2 separate regions of the Mus musculus genome follow, and region 2 is linked to region 1. A link is a contact called in public Hi-C data. All regions are on one chromosome and are shown on one strand. Each heading gives the region's core, a stretch centred on a gene start, on an enhancer-like site or on the middle of the called end of the contact. The rest is flanking DNA. Distances are from core to core; before and after follow the strand shown.

Region 1 (6,687 bases), core at 1,038-3,537:
CAGAGACACTGATATAAGTCAGAGGAGAACGTGGGGAAAAGCCTCGAAGATATGGGCACAGGGGAAAATTCCTGAATAGAACAGCAATGGCTTGTGCTATAAGATCGAGAATCGACAAATGGGATCTCATAAAATTGCAAAGCTTCTGTAAGGCAAAAGACACCGTCAATAAGACAAAAAGGCCACCAACCGATTGGGAAAGGATCTTTACCTATCCTAAATCAGATAGGGGACTAATATCCAATATATATAAAAAACTCAAGAAGGTGGACTCCAGAAAATCAAATAACCCCATTAAGAAATGGGACTCAGAGCTAAACAAAGAATTCTCACCTGAGGAATATTGAATGGCTGAGAAGCACCTGAAAAAATGTTCAGCATCCTTAATCATCAGGGAAATGCAAATCAAAACAACCCTGAGATTCTACCTCACACCACTCAGAATGGCTAAGATCAAAAATTCAGGTGACAGCAGATGCTGGTGAGGATGTGGAGAAAGAGGAACACTCCTCCATTGTTGGTGGGATTGCAAGCTTGTACAACCACTCTGGAAATCAGTCTGGCGGTTCCTCAGAAAATTGGGCATAGAACTACCGGAGGATCCTGCAATACCTCTCCTGGGCATATACCCAGAAAATGTTCCAACCGGTAATAAGGACACATGCTCCACTATGTTCATAGCAGCCTTATTTATAATAGCCAGAAGCTGGAAAGAACCCAGATGCCCCTCAACAGAGGAATGAATACAGAAAATGTGGTACATTTACACAATGGACTACTATTCAGCTATTAAAAAGAATGAATTTATGAAATTCCTAGGCAAATGGATGGACCTGGAGGGCATCATCCTGAGTGAGGTAACCCAATCACAAAAGAACTCAAGCATCTTCTAAAAGTCATTTAAAAGAGACCACACCGTTCCTAGGACCATGATCCTACTAAAGACTTTATAACAGTCAAGGATTTAGATTCACAGTCAGTATCCAGCAGTTCCTGGCTGTCATAGTACATGCTAAGAGAGAAAGATGCACAGTTGTCATGGGAAGCCATTAAGGGTGTGTGAGCAGCAGAAAAATGTGAACACACTCAGGACCAGATAACAAGATGGGAGTGGAGTTTGTGTGCAGAGGATTCTGCCTATGGTTGTATGTTCAGACAGCTCCAACCCCAGGGCCTCTGATCCTGCCTTCCCCACACCCACAGGCTCCCAGCCTATTAGGAAAACAGTATCAACCTTGCCGCCCAGGCTTCTGCAGCCTGGATGTGAATGTGAAATCTTGTCTGAACATGCTGAGCAAAAACAACAAGACTCAGCGAGAAATGGCAGGTCTGCCCTGGTTTCCAGTGGGGTCTGGTTTGCCTCCTGGTCTGGAGTGAGTGCCTGGTGTTGCACATTGCTTCGCCCTCTTTCCTTGGGTCCTTTGGGTTATTTATTTATTTATCTATCTATATCTCTTCAGCACGTTGTTTCTTTCCATTAAGGAGCTCCTTGGTGAACTGCACTGCACACATTCAACCTTCTCAGAGCACCCATTTTGTTTAATCTGTAGCATCAATAAATGGATGCTAAGGGTAGATGCGAGTAGATGGATGAATTCAGCCTGCATCCCAAGCAGGTGTGTGGTAGGGCATAAGGTAAGATGGGGACTTCAGCACAAGTGTGCCTTGCTTACTGCCTGTCTCTGGCAGAAGGGTCCTCAAGATATGGTGTGTATGGGCTTGGGTGGGGGGAGGGGGAGGGGCGGCGTTATAAGTAGAAATATGAGAGACTACTAGGTAAGGCTGTTGCCAGGGTAACATCCATCCCCACCCCCTCTCCCCTCACACACCCGAAGACTCCAGGCACAAACAGCTAGTTAGAGTCTGACCAAGGAGTCCTGGGGTTGCCCAGTCGGGTACTGCAAGAAATCTGATGAGAGACAGAGAACCTGTATTCACCTCTGCCCAACCCTGGACCCTGACCTACTGCAGAGGTGACCATGACCTTTACCATCTCTATCACCTCTGTGAGTGGCAGTTGCCCCCCACCCCCACCCCACCCCACTCAGACTCATGCTGAGAATGCGTCTTTGCTCGACCAGATCCAACGCCTCTGCGAGTGGGATTGAGACAGACTGCGAGTGTTCTTAAGAGTAGATTCCAGCAGAGTTGGAAGCTCCAACACCAGGGGAAGGTTCTGAGTCCGCGGCAAGCGGCACGTCCCCCTAATGGGCGTGGTCCGGACACCGGACTCCACAACCGGAGCCTTCAGGACGCTGGGAGGTCTGAGCTCAGGGCAGCATCAGAGGAGCGAGGAGCTGGACAAGGGCAGGCTTTGTGCGCAGCGGCGGGACTGTGAGTCCCCTAACAGGGTCCTAGCCCTGCCCTGCAGATTCCTGCGGTGCATCCTGGCAGCGATGGCTTCACCACAGCCCGCGTCCGCCCCCTTTCTCCTGGAGCAGACGAAAAGTCGAGATGGGAGAGAAGCGCGCTAACCTCGCCATGATTTGAGCATACTCTTGTTTCTTGAGAAGACAAAAGTAGGGACCCTTTTTCCTGTCATCTCACACACAGGGGCCTGGGGATGCTGCAGAGCTTGTTGCTTCTGGTCTCAGTCCAGCCTCCCAAAAACCCTCAGGAGTGAGGGTCCACATAGCTGACACACCTGAGTGCCTTTAAAGCTAAGCCAGTGGGACTCCGAGTGCTGAGCTCACAACAGGAATGAGGGGACTGAGAAGGGTCTAAGTTCCTCACTCCAGGACCCTGGTTTGAATCCACATCTACCAGTGCTCAGGAGCACGTGGCTATATTCATCCACTGCCTGGCTCTCGACACCACACCAAGTGACTCAATGTGATCTGGGAATCGAGTAGCTACACTGTTCCCTGAGATGTCTACTCTGAAGGAAAATATCCATAGAAGAGTGTGTGACCTGCCAGGATGGCAATTTGGAGACACGTGGTAAGGTCTTCCGTCCTTATTCTCCCTTCAACCAGTCATTTCAAGGAATTGAATTTCAAGGAATCCTCAAAAGTCAAGTATTAAACTTCACAAAAACAATTCCCTACAGTATTAGTTACACCAGATCAACTAAGAGGCTGGCAGCTGACCTGGTGTAGACTTACAAACAGTAGGCACAGGAAAGGTGTCAGGTATCTTGTGATGTGGGGAATCTTGTTTTAAGACAACACTGGGTGTTTCTTGTTGTAGATCTCTTGCTGATCCCAGCAAGCTGATGATAAGAGCTAAACTGGAGAAGTCGGAGTTCCCAAAGGTACACCGTGCCTATTAACACAACCCCAGCATTTTCTTAATGATGAAAGAAATTAATGCTAGTTGGCATACAAAGTATGATTTAGAGAGTTGTCTTTTTTTTTTTTTAAAGAAAGGAAAAAACAAGAAAACAGAAAGCAGGAGACGGAAGGACAGATGTGTAAGGCAAACATGAGTGCCACCTTGCTTTCCAGAAGAACAAATTTAAAAAATAAGACCGAGATGTGGCCCAATGGCACTTGCTGCTCTTCCAGAGGACCTGAACTTGGCTCCCAGCACCCAAGCCTGGCTGCTTACAACAGCCTGTAACACTCATTCCCTCGGATCTGATGCTGTCCTCTAGCCGCCAATGGCACCTGCGTACACATGCCGTACATCCCTCCTCCACACACGTACACATTAATAAACCTTATAAATGCAAGGTAGATCAAAAGCACATGAGGAGCATCAGTAACTATTTGAGGCATAAACTCAACATTTAAAAGAAGGTTTCCAAGATCTGACTTTCAAAGTAGGTACTTGAAACAAAAAGCAATAGAATTACAAGGAAAAGATATTCATAACTGGGAGGTGTGCTATTTTAAACAGAAATAGGGAAAAAAAACAGTGAAAGAGACAGGCTGGGAGTAAAGGACTGAAAGAGAAATTCCTGCAAATGCTGGCCAAGAGAGAGGCTGGTGAGAGAGGGTGCAGGGAGCGTGGACATGATCCAAGCACAGTGTGTGCACATGTGGAAATGTTATCAGGGGTATTCATATCTACAATTTGTGCACACTAATAACAGCAACACAATAAAGGAATACTAACCAAAAAAATTCTGTGCCTAGAGAAAAGTTGAAGGTAAAAAGCATATTTAGAATATGCAGAACGACATAATTATAGAAGAAAATCTGAAGCTACAAGAGTTGCAAACATATATACACGTAACAACTTCAATATCCAAACTTATAAAACAAAAAGTCGTGAGCCAAATGGCATAGCTTAAAGAGCAAGCACTCCTAGCAGGTATGAGGTCATGAGCTTGATGCATAGCACCAAAAAGAAAGTTTGCAAAAAGAAAAAGGTGGTAATGAGAGACTTCTGTATATTATCCCTGCCTCAGTAATTAAAATATCACATAGACAGTTAGTATGGACATGGAGTATTTGAAGAACAAGACTGGGGAGTACAGATATAAAATGATGGACCCCCAATTTAGGGAAATACTTTGCAAGGACATATAAAATTTGCAAATATTATTTATTAGAGTACAAGAAAATAATAATAAAAAACCAGAATTAGTGCCATATAAACCACACATCTGAATTTGGGGCAATTAAGATAGAGATTGGGAATTATAATAAAGGGTCTGCGGAGATGACTCAGCAGTTAAGAGCTCAGTTCCCAGCACCAATCAGGAGGCTCACAAGTGCCTGAAACCTCAGCTCCAGGGCATCTCATGCCCTCTTCTGGCCTCCAATGGGACCTGTACTCAACGTGGGCAACCCTTCCCCTCCATATCAATACATAACTTCATGATTTCAAAAATAAACCTAGAAAGGAACTACATGTAAATTTTATAACAAACTGCTATATAATTCATGGGCTCAAGTAAAACCAGCATTGAAGGAAAATTAAAAAATGTTTAGGTAGACCTGAACAATGTTGAAAATTCCATGTCTCTCCCTCTCAGTTCCCGCCCTTCCTCCCGCTTTCCTGTTCTGACCTTCGTTCCTGATTCAGCTGGACTGTAGCCAGCAGGTTTCGAGATCCTCCTGAGTCATCATAGCCCTAGCTTGGGAATTACATGTGTGCTCCATTGTGCCTAGCTTTGCATGGGTGCGGGGAAGACATACTCAGACCTTCACGCTTACACTCCTTCCCACTCACTAACTGGGCAATCTCTCTGAGTCCTACAGCTCCGTTTTTTATCTGAGATAAGTAAGCACTGCCAACTTTTTAATTAAGGTAAAAAGTGGAAATGAAGAACTTTGAAATAACCAAAATATGAGGGTACCATGCCATTCCTCTAAGAGACTTACTGCTTTCTCTTAGCTCCGTACACTGTCAGCAAATCTCCCACAATTCCATCATATCTCTAACAAGAAGTTCACAGGTTAAAAAGGAAGAGAGAAAGGAAGGAAGGAAGGAAGGAAGGAAGGAAGGAAGGAAGGAAGGAAGGAAGGAAGAAAAAAAGAAAGAAAGAAGAAAGAAAGAAATGTCCCAAGGAATACAACTTCTTTTTCATCTGTCTGGATGGCAGAGATGCCTAATATAATTTAGCAGACTTGGCAACAATTGTAAAATAAAGAACCCCCTAAATAGCCACATCGATCTTGACTTTACAAAGCTGTAGACAGACTAGTTTTGTAATTATGGAGAACTGGAATGTTATACATCCAGAGCCAGAAATATCTTGGGCTAATTTTAGTCCTATTCACAGGTCTCTGATGTCCATCTTGTACATCTGACCTAACATCACTTTTTCAGGTATCAGGTAAAACCTTTGGAATGTATGGACTTAGCAGACCGCTAGTTTTCACCAACCCAGAGCTAAGAATCTCTTGAGTGAGCCCCTGGGGTCTGTAGCAGAGGTTCCAGGTTGCTGTAACCTGCCTGCTTCCTGTCCCAGCAATCAGCAAACGCTTTAACTTATGGCCTCCTTTTCTTCTGCAACTATGGAAGTCCATGTAAGTGCCTCCCCAATGACACAAGCCGTTTAGAGCAACCCGGATCGGTGTTCCTGGTCCACGATCACTCATATTCGGCTCAGAATAAACTGAGCTGTGCATTTTGTAGACACAATGAATTCTGACAACACCCGGCACAAGTACTCCTCACACACCACAGACACCCCCAACTGCTGCCCCCATCAATTATCTGCTGAGTCAGTGAATTATTCATTGGCTAAAATGTTTATTAAAAGCTTCATTTGAATGTGATCGTTGACTTCTTGGCTTCACTTTATGCTGTGGGCTGACATTTCTGTGTTTTTACAGACAGATTACATTTAGAATCTGACCACCTTCAGAAAATAGCTTTTTGTGAATCTAAAAACTCTCACGCTCTTTGTTTCAATGACTGGAAATGACATTTCTCTAAATGGTTTCTTTAAATGCAAATATAAATCAGTCTTACTCACTGGCGACAGAAATACTTAAGCAACTAACAGATTAAAAGTTATTTGCAGATTGTAGCGTGCTAAATTTACCCTTAGAATCCACTCACATCACCAAATATGGGCTTCTCTATAGTACTGAAAAACAGTTATTTTTAAATTTAATGTAACCCAAATGTCAATGGTCCCCTCTCCTGGCCTCATTGCCTCCCCATGTCCTCTTTAGCAATGACCAGGGAATAAAACTGATCTGTGTAGTTGCACTTATATTATATAAAACTAGGAAAACAAATGGAAAAATTGCCCCCAAAATAAGCATTTTTGTGGCATCTGTCCTT
Region 2 (6,661 bases), core at 853-3,352, 90 kb after region 1:
GAACCTCTTTGGGCTTTGGTTTCTTCAGCTGTAAATTTAATGCATTGGATTTGAAGCTCACAGTGGTCAATCCCAACTCTGGCCTTCTGTGGCTCCAAGGAGGAAAGAGTCCTGGGAGCTTCAGTGTGCAGAACTGAGAATGACTGCACAGAAGAGCGGGTGGGGAGCACACAGGTCCCTGAATTTGCGCCCTGGGCTTTATGTGGATTGGATGGTAGACACCACAGGAAGATCACAGGAGCCAATGGCAGTGGAACAGACTGCTGGATAAAGAAGGGATGCATGTGGGACTGGAACCTCTGGTCCCATCCAGGAACAGACTAAGTTCTCTCTGCCCAAGCTACCAGCACAGGTATTCAAAAGGAAGGTCACACTGTAAAACCCCATCGTGTTCTTTTCTGAAGGAACAAAACTGTCCTTTCATCAGATGAATTCTGTGGAAACAGAAAATAGGTTGCAAAAAGATGGCAAATTACAAAACAAAAAACAGAAGCAAAACAAAAACAAACAAACAAAAACAAACACTGGATTGGGATGTAGGAGAACTCTTCTTCTTCTTCTTCCTCTACCTCTTCTTCTTCTTCCTCTTCTTCTTCTCCTTCCTCCTCCTCTTCCTCCTCCTCCTCTTCCTCCCCCTCCTCCTCTTCCTCCTCCTCCTCTTCCTCCCCCCCTCCTCTTCCTCCCCCTCCTCCCCCTCCTCTTCCTCCCCCTCCTCCTCTTCCTCCTCTTCCTCCTCTTCCTCCCCCTCCTCCTCCTCTTCCTTCTCCTCCTCCTCCTCTCCCTCCCCTCCTCCTCCTCCTCTTCCTCCCCCTCCTCCTCTCCCTTTCCCTCCTCCTCCTTCTCCTCTTCCTCCCCCTCCTCCTCCTCTTCCTCCTCCTCCTCTTCCTCCTCCTCCTCTTCCTTTTTCCTTTTCCCTGTTTCCTGTTTCTCTAGCTTTTGGAAGGGCAGTGGTGTTGCTTTTGAATGAAAACAGTTTTTTCTTTATGAAAAGTCACCTGGCCTGATCCTCCTGTCAGGTAGGAAGCCTCCCCTCCCACATCTATTTCCATCGTCCCCAATTCACGGGTTCTAAGTGTTTCACACAGGCTGGTGGGAGAGAGTGGCACTGGTGGGTCCCTGCTGATGCTACAGCCTGTGTGTGTACAGTGCCAAAGGCACAGTGCCCAGCCCAGATGAGAAGAACTGACTGGCAAGACATCTCACTCCATCTGTGAAACAGCAAGAACAGGTCTTGTGTTAATAGGCAGTAAGTGACCCGGCAGGGCCAGGACCTGGGTCTGAGTCTTGACAGAGCTGCTAAAAAAGGAATTCAGAATGAGAGAATGAGCTACACTTTCAATGATGTGATCTGATGAAGTCCCTGCCTCCAACTATGGACCATATTCACACGTATGCACACAAACACACAGGCACATACATACAGAGACATACACACAAAGACAGACTGACACACATGCACATGCGTGCATGCAGTCACACATCACAGAGAGAGACAGAAACACACAGACACACACACACAGAGACAGAGAGAGAGACAGAGACAGAGACAGAGACAGAGATATGAAAAGCAGGAACCTGCAGCTTTTCCTGGTCAAGCTTCTAACAATTGATCAATCCCTGGCACACAAGGATCCTTGAGGCTTTCTGCTGGGCCATCCCCGTGCTTCTGAGCTCCCACTGCTGTCCATCTCAGGCCTTCCTCTCATCTCCCCATCCTCAACACCCTTCATGTACCATCCCTTCCCACGGCCTCGCTTTCCTTCCCATTGAGAAAGGTCTCTCTGTCCACGAGTGAGCGTGGGCTGGCAAAGTCAGTATCCTCACATAAAAGCCTCACTGAGTCTCTGAGAGGCTTGGAACCCAGACAGAATGGAATTGCTCCCTATTTTTCTTTACAACTGAGAAAACACACACAAACACAAGAGCATATTTATTGCGATAATTCTATCCCAAAGTTTTTAAGAAGAAGAAATAAAATTAGTCTTGCTGCCTACTCCGCACCAGCCCCCTCCCTTTCATTCCTTCACATTTCCTGGTCTAAGCCAGGGAGAAAAACAGAGCCAGCCCAAACCCCACAGAGCACCATTGCATCCCAGACAATGTCCAGCTTGTTCAGAGAGCGAGGGAAGAAACACAACTCCGAAACATACACAAGACTTCCAAGTGAAGGGTGTTCTGAGGGAGGAACAGGCTAGCTTTGTGTCTGGGTCTTGGGTAAAGGTCCCTCTGCAAACACACCTCAGGCTGATCTTCCTTGACCCTCCAGGAAACCATTTCCTAGCCCTGACTGGTTCACTGATCTTGAACAAGAACCCCTCTCCAACTCTGTGTCTCCTCAAAGTGCCAGACCTGGGGCCCCAGAAATTTATTTTTTTAAGTTAGTATCTAAGTCATAAAATCCCTAAGGAGAAGCAAGGGGCCATTTCTCAGAACTGTGGAACTTTCCAGACTTCCTACAGCACAAGGGGTCATGTGCCTCTATGCCCTCAGCCGCACAGACAGGCCTTTCATTTCTCAGGCCTGGGTCGAGGACTGATGGTCAAAAATGCCAAGCTCCAGAGACAGGAAAGGGTCCCCTTGTCCTGGGCCCAGACTGTTCCTCCCCAGGAACCCCTGGATGGAAATGTCAGTGTCTCCCCTCCCCACAATCTTGATGCTCCTACGGGTGCTGCGCCCTGATCCCTGCGCTGGCCCAGCCTATGGTGACTAAACAGAGAGCGACACCTGCTGGACGGTTGGACTCCAACAGAGCTGAGGCTGGGATCTGGAGGCCAGGGGGAAGGGTGCTGTCTCCATGAAGGATGCTCTCTGTGGCTGCAGATCCCATCTGTCCTCTACCACTGCCCCATCCCCAAGGCTTCCTTTATTATTCTTAGACCAAAAGTAAATGCTGTTGCTGCTGCTGCTGCTGCTGCTGCTGCATGTGGGGCATGGTGTCACACAGTGCAGGTCTCAGAAGGTGTGTGAGTGGCATGGTTGTGTACCCTCCAGGGCAGTGGTACCATGAGGTCCAGATTGTTTCCACATACAGCTGGCTGAAGGCCACTGCTCCAGATGATGGCTTGATAAATTCAGTTATGCTTGCTGGCTGGAGTTGGGGATCCCTACTGTTCAAGGGAGAGCTTTAAGTGGTGGTTGCAACAGATCTGTCATTACCAAGCCTCATGTACTATATACATAATTATGTTCCCCATACTTTCATATGATTGGCATGCAGTCGATTGGTTTGCACATGTGTGCTCCACTACTGACCAATCATTTCATTTCAGCAGAAGATATGCCCTTGCATGACTCTGTGTGTGTGTGCGGGGGAGGGGGGGGAGAGGGAGAGAATAAAGTCAATACAAGTGGAGGCTGTGGGTCCCCAGAGTTGCAGAGACTCAAAAAGAGGCCAGAGCACCTGGCTACACATCTTCAGTTTGAAACTCCACATGTTCAAACCCCAGAAAAAGCTGATGCTTCAGGTCAAGTCCAAAAGGGAGGAGAAAATCAGTTGGAAAGCCATGAGGGGAGAAGTCTCTCTCCCTCTAGAAAGGGTCCTTTTTATGTTAAAGCCTTCAGGTGGTTGGCTGTGACCCACCCACACTGCAGAGGGGAGGCCCTCTAGGTCTACAGATTCTGGGGTTTATGCAAAACCCCTCACAGTGTATAAACCTGAGCATCTATGGTCCACCTGGCACATATCAGTAGCTATCACTGGGATTCATTAGGACGAGCCTCCACTGGAAGATGGGAGAACCAATGTACCAACCACCTTGGAACTAATCTAAGAAAGGATGACGGTTTCTGAGGAAAGGAGCCTTAGTGGAAACACTGTCCAAATCATGGCAACCCACCTGCTGTTCAATGTGATTTCAGAGCTTTGGCCATGAATTTTATCACGGCATCTCTTCCGTAACTATCCTGTGCCTAAACTGTCTGCTATCTCTTCCAGCTGAACTATGACCACTTTACTCTTGGTCTTTGTGACTCTGAGGGTCATCGCTGCAGTGATCTCAGAAGAAGTTCCAGGTGAGAACAGTTCTATGCATGACTCCTTTATTCAGTGGGTACTGGGTTCCGAATACAGGGTACAAGTTCGTTTTGGGATACTGTCCCTGCTGCCCCTTCTTTTGGCCTTTTCTTGGCCCTTTCTAGATGTAGTAGGAACACACACACACACACACACACACACACACACACACACACACACACACACTGAATGCCCTCAGCAAGGAGAGTTGCTCAGCCTCCTTCACAGAACCCTTGGGGAATCTCATGCAGAACTACTCCACAGTGAATGGGGTAGAGAGAAGACATGGGGAGCCAGAGGGGGGCATGGATGGGACCACCAAAGGGGAGACGAGAACCTGAGGAACAACGTTGAAAAGACTGGTTTCAACGTTCTAGAAGTGAGGGCACAGCCCTGGTGTGAGCTCCCCAACCCTGACTTAAGGGACATGTGAAGGACTTGGCACACAGTGTGGGGATCTGGAACTCAAGGGCTGAACAGTCTGTGAGACCTCCCAAACAGTGGGAGGGGAGGGGATAAGAGAAGGCTTGCTCATGGTGGCAGGGACAAGAGGAGGCTTGGGCACCCTCCCTCCCCACAACCCACTGTATGCCAATGCAAAACTCCAGGACTTCAGGGTCATGGAAAAAAAAACTTTCCGTGGTGAAATGGAAAGACACTCAGTATTTTATTCACTCACATACTGGCCTGATTCACAGCTTTTGAATATGTAGATGTGGTTATCTGGACCTCCAATGATGCTCAGAGATCTATGAATACCCAGACCCTAGCCATCACCTTGGGAGATGTGTCCATATTAGCAAAACAGTCCACTAGGGTTGGCTGAGAGCTTTGACAACCACCAAGTTGGATTCAACAGTGGTCTCTGGCTATCCCCTGAGGACCACTATTACAGAGCCAGGCTGTGGACACCGGCGTCAGGGCTGGGCAGCAGATGGAGGTGTTTGTGGAGAGATGGTGGAATCTGTCCAGACATCAAAAGGTCCAGGCTGGACTCCAGACATTCCTGGCCCCCCTATCCTTACCCTGCTATGTCTCTACCACCCACAACTATTCTAAACATTTTTATTTCAACCTGTAGCATCCCTTGAAAGGGAGGGTTCTAAAATTTTAAGACCTGCCATGAAAGGTGCTGTATAGAAGACTGTTTCTCTCTCTCCCTTTCCAACAGAATTTAGGAAACACTATGTCTTCTCTATTGACACACTCCATAATTTTTATGTCGTCTAATCCTACCCAACCCCATATTTCTGACTCTACAGGCCAAAAAATAAATGCCTGACCTCCTATTCTCCCCAGTCTTCTCGTCCTTGACTTTAAAAGTCTTGCCCTTCTACAAGTTCCAGTTAAAGCCCAAAGCAGACCTCCCAGAATGGGATATATCTATCTTGAAGTCCTATGTCTCAAGTTTAAAGGCTGTGGAGAATTTTGTAATTCTAATAATTATTATGCCCAATGTGTAGGACAGTATCTGTCTCTATGAGAAAAATATCTCAGGAAAACAGCTTGTCTGTGGCAAGGCAGAAATGTCATGCCTGAAGGTACAGTGGAGGGGAGAGGTTCACCTCACAGTAGCCTGGAAACAGATGTGGGTGGGGGAGAGAAAGAGAGAGAGGGAGAGAGAGAAACAGACAAACACAGACAGACAGACAGACAGACAGACAGACAGAGATAAAGAGGCAGAAAGACACAGAGAGACAGAGACAGAATGACAGAGACAGGGAGTCAGGGAGACTGGGGGCGGGGCTGCGAACAAGATATCCCTTCCAAAGTTGCATCTGCATTGATTTATCTCCCCCCATGAGGCAGCACATCCCCATCCAGTCACCTCTCCTAACACAGCCATACCTTCCACACACGAACCTTTTATGGAGAACTCATGATATCCAAAATAAATACTTCAATATATTTTTCTAAAATCTGTGAATCAAGCATATCACTACTCTAAGAATAAGGGTCCTGTGTATCTAGGGGTTGGCATCCCCTCTGGGTGTCTAAGGTTTGAGGTCTCTCTCATGCTCTTCTGGAAGTCTTTGTTTGGCTCCGGATTTTTGTCTTAGGGTGGGGAGACACCTGGAGAATCCCCAGGTTCCCACATGGTAGGCTGGATAAGGGCCTCTTGGGTGGCTGCATTTCCACGCCTGGAAGGAGGGTCTCTATGATTCCTAACACATGTCTGTCCTCCCGCCTTTCTTTCACAGACCATGACAACTCACTGAGCGTGAGCATCCCTCAACCATCCCCATTGAAGGTCCTCCTAGGGTCTTCCCTCACCATCCCCTGCTACTTCATCGACCCCATGCATCCTGTGACCACTGCCCCCTCCACTGCCCCCCTCACCCCAAGAATCAAGTGGAGCCGTGTTTCCAAGGAAAAGGAGGTGGTACTGCTGGTGGCCACTGAAGGACAGGTTCGAGTCAACAGCATCTACCAAGACAAGGTGTCGCTCCCCAACTATCCAGCCATCCCCAGCGATGCTACCTTGGAGATCCAGAACCTTCGCTCCAATGACTCTGGGATCTACCGCTGTGAAGTGATGCACGGCATCGAGGACAGCGAAGCCACCCTGGAGGTCATAGTGAAAGGTGAAGGGCCTCCCACTGGGGACGCCATGTTGCCTGTAGGAAGAGCTAGAATGATGTCCTCAGC

Evidence for each region. A called contact is a pair of places that touch in the nucleus more often than the background predicts.
Region 2: a Hi-C map of cerebral cortex shows a contact between it and region 1, with 4 times the contacts expected there. The contact joins two enhancer-like sites. A contact is called at or near these places in 4 of 484 Hi-C or Micro-C datasets (cerebral cortex, embryonic stem cells, morula and 1 more), 1 of 115 datasets of contacts at active chromatin or transcription factors (embryonic stem cells) and 1 of 9 other capture datasets (embryonic stem cells).

Annotation. Positions count from the first base shown.
Region 1 is chr7:78,988,199-78,994,885 of GRCm38.p6, forward strand. No RefSeq gene overlaps it. Among named protein-coding and RNA genes, the nearest start is that of Gm31213, 37 kb to the left of the region's middle. Within about 2 kb of position 2,288, at least 75 of the 459 cell types and tissues checked have an H3K27ac peak or open chromatin away from gene starts, as enhancers often do. A contact at or near this core is called in cerebral cortex, where this site is marked.
Region 2 is chr7:79,078,254-79,084,914 of GRCm38.p6, forward strand. Acan (aggrecan) reads left to right here. Exons shown (of 18, transcript NM_001361500.1): 2 at 3,935-4,011; 3 at 6,214-6,597. The coding sequence starts at 3,942. Among named protein-coding and RNA genes, the nearest start is that of Gm26633, 28 kb to the left of the region's middle. Within about 2 kb of position 2,103, at least 14 of the 459 cell types and tissues checked have an H3K27ac peak or open chromatin away from gene starts, as enhancers often do. A contact at or near this core is called in cerebral cortex, where this site is marked.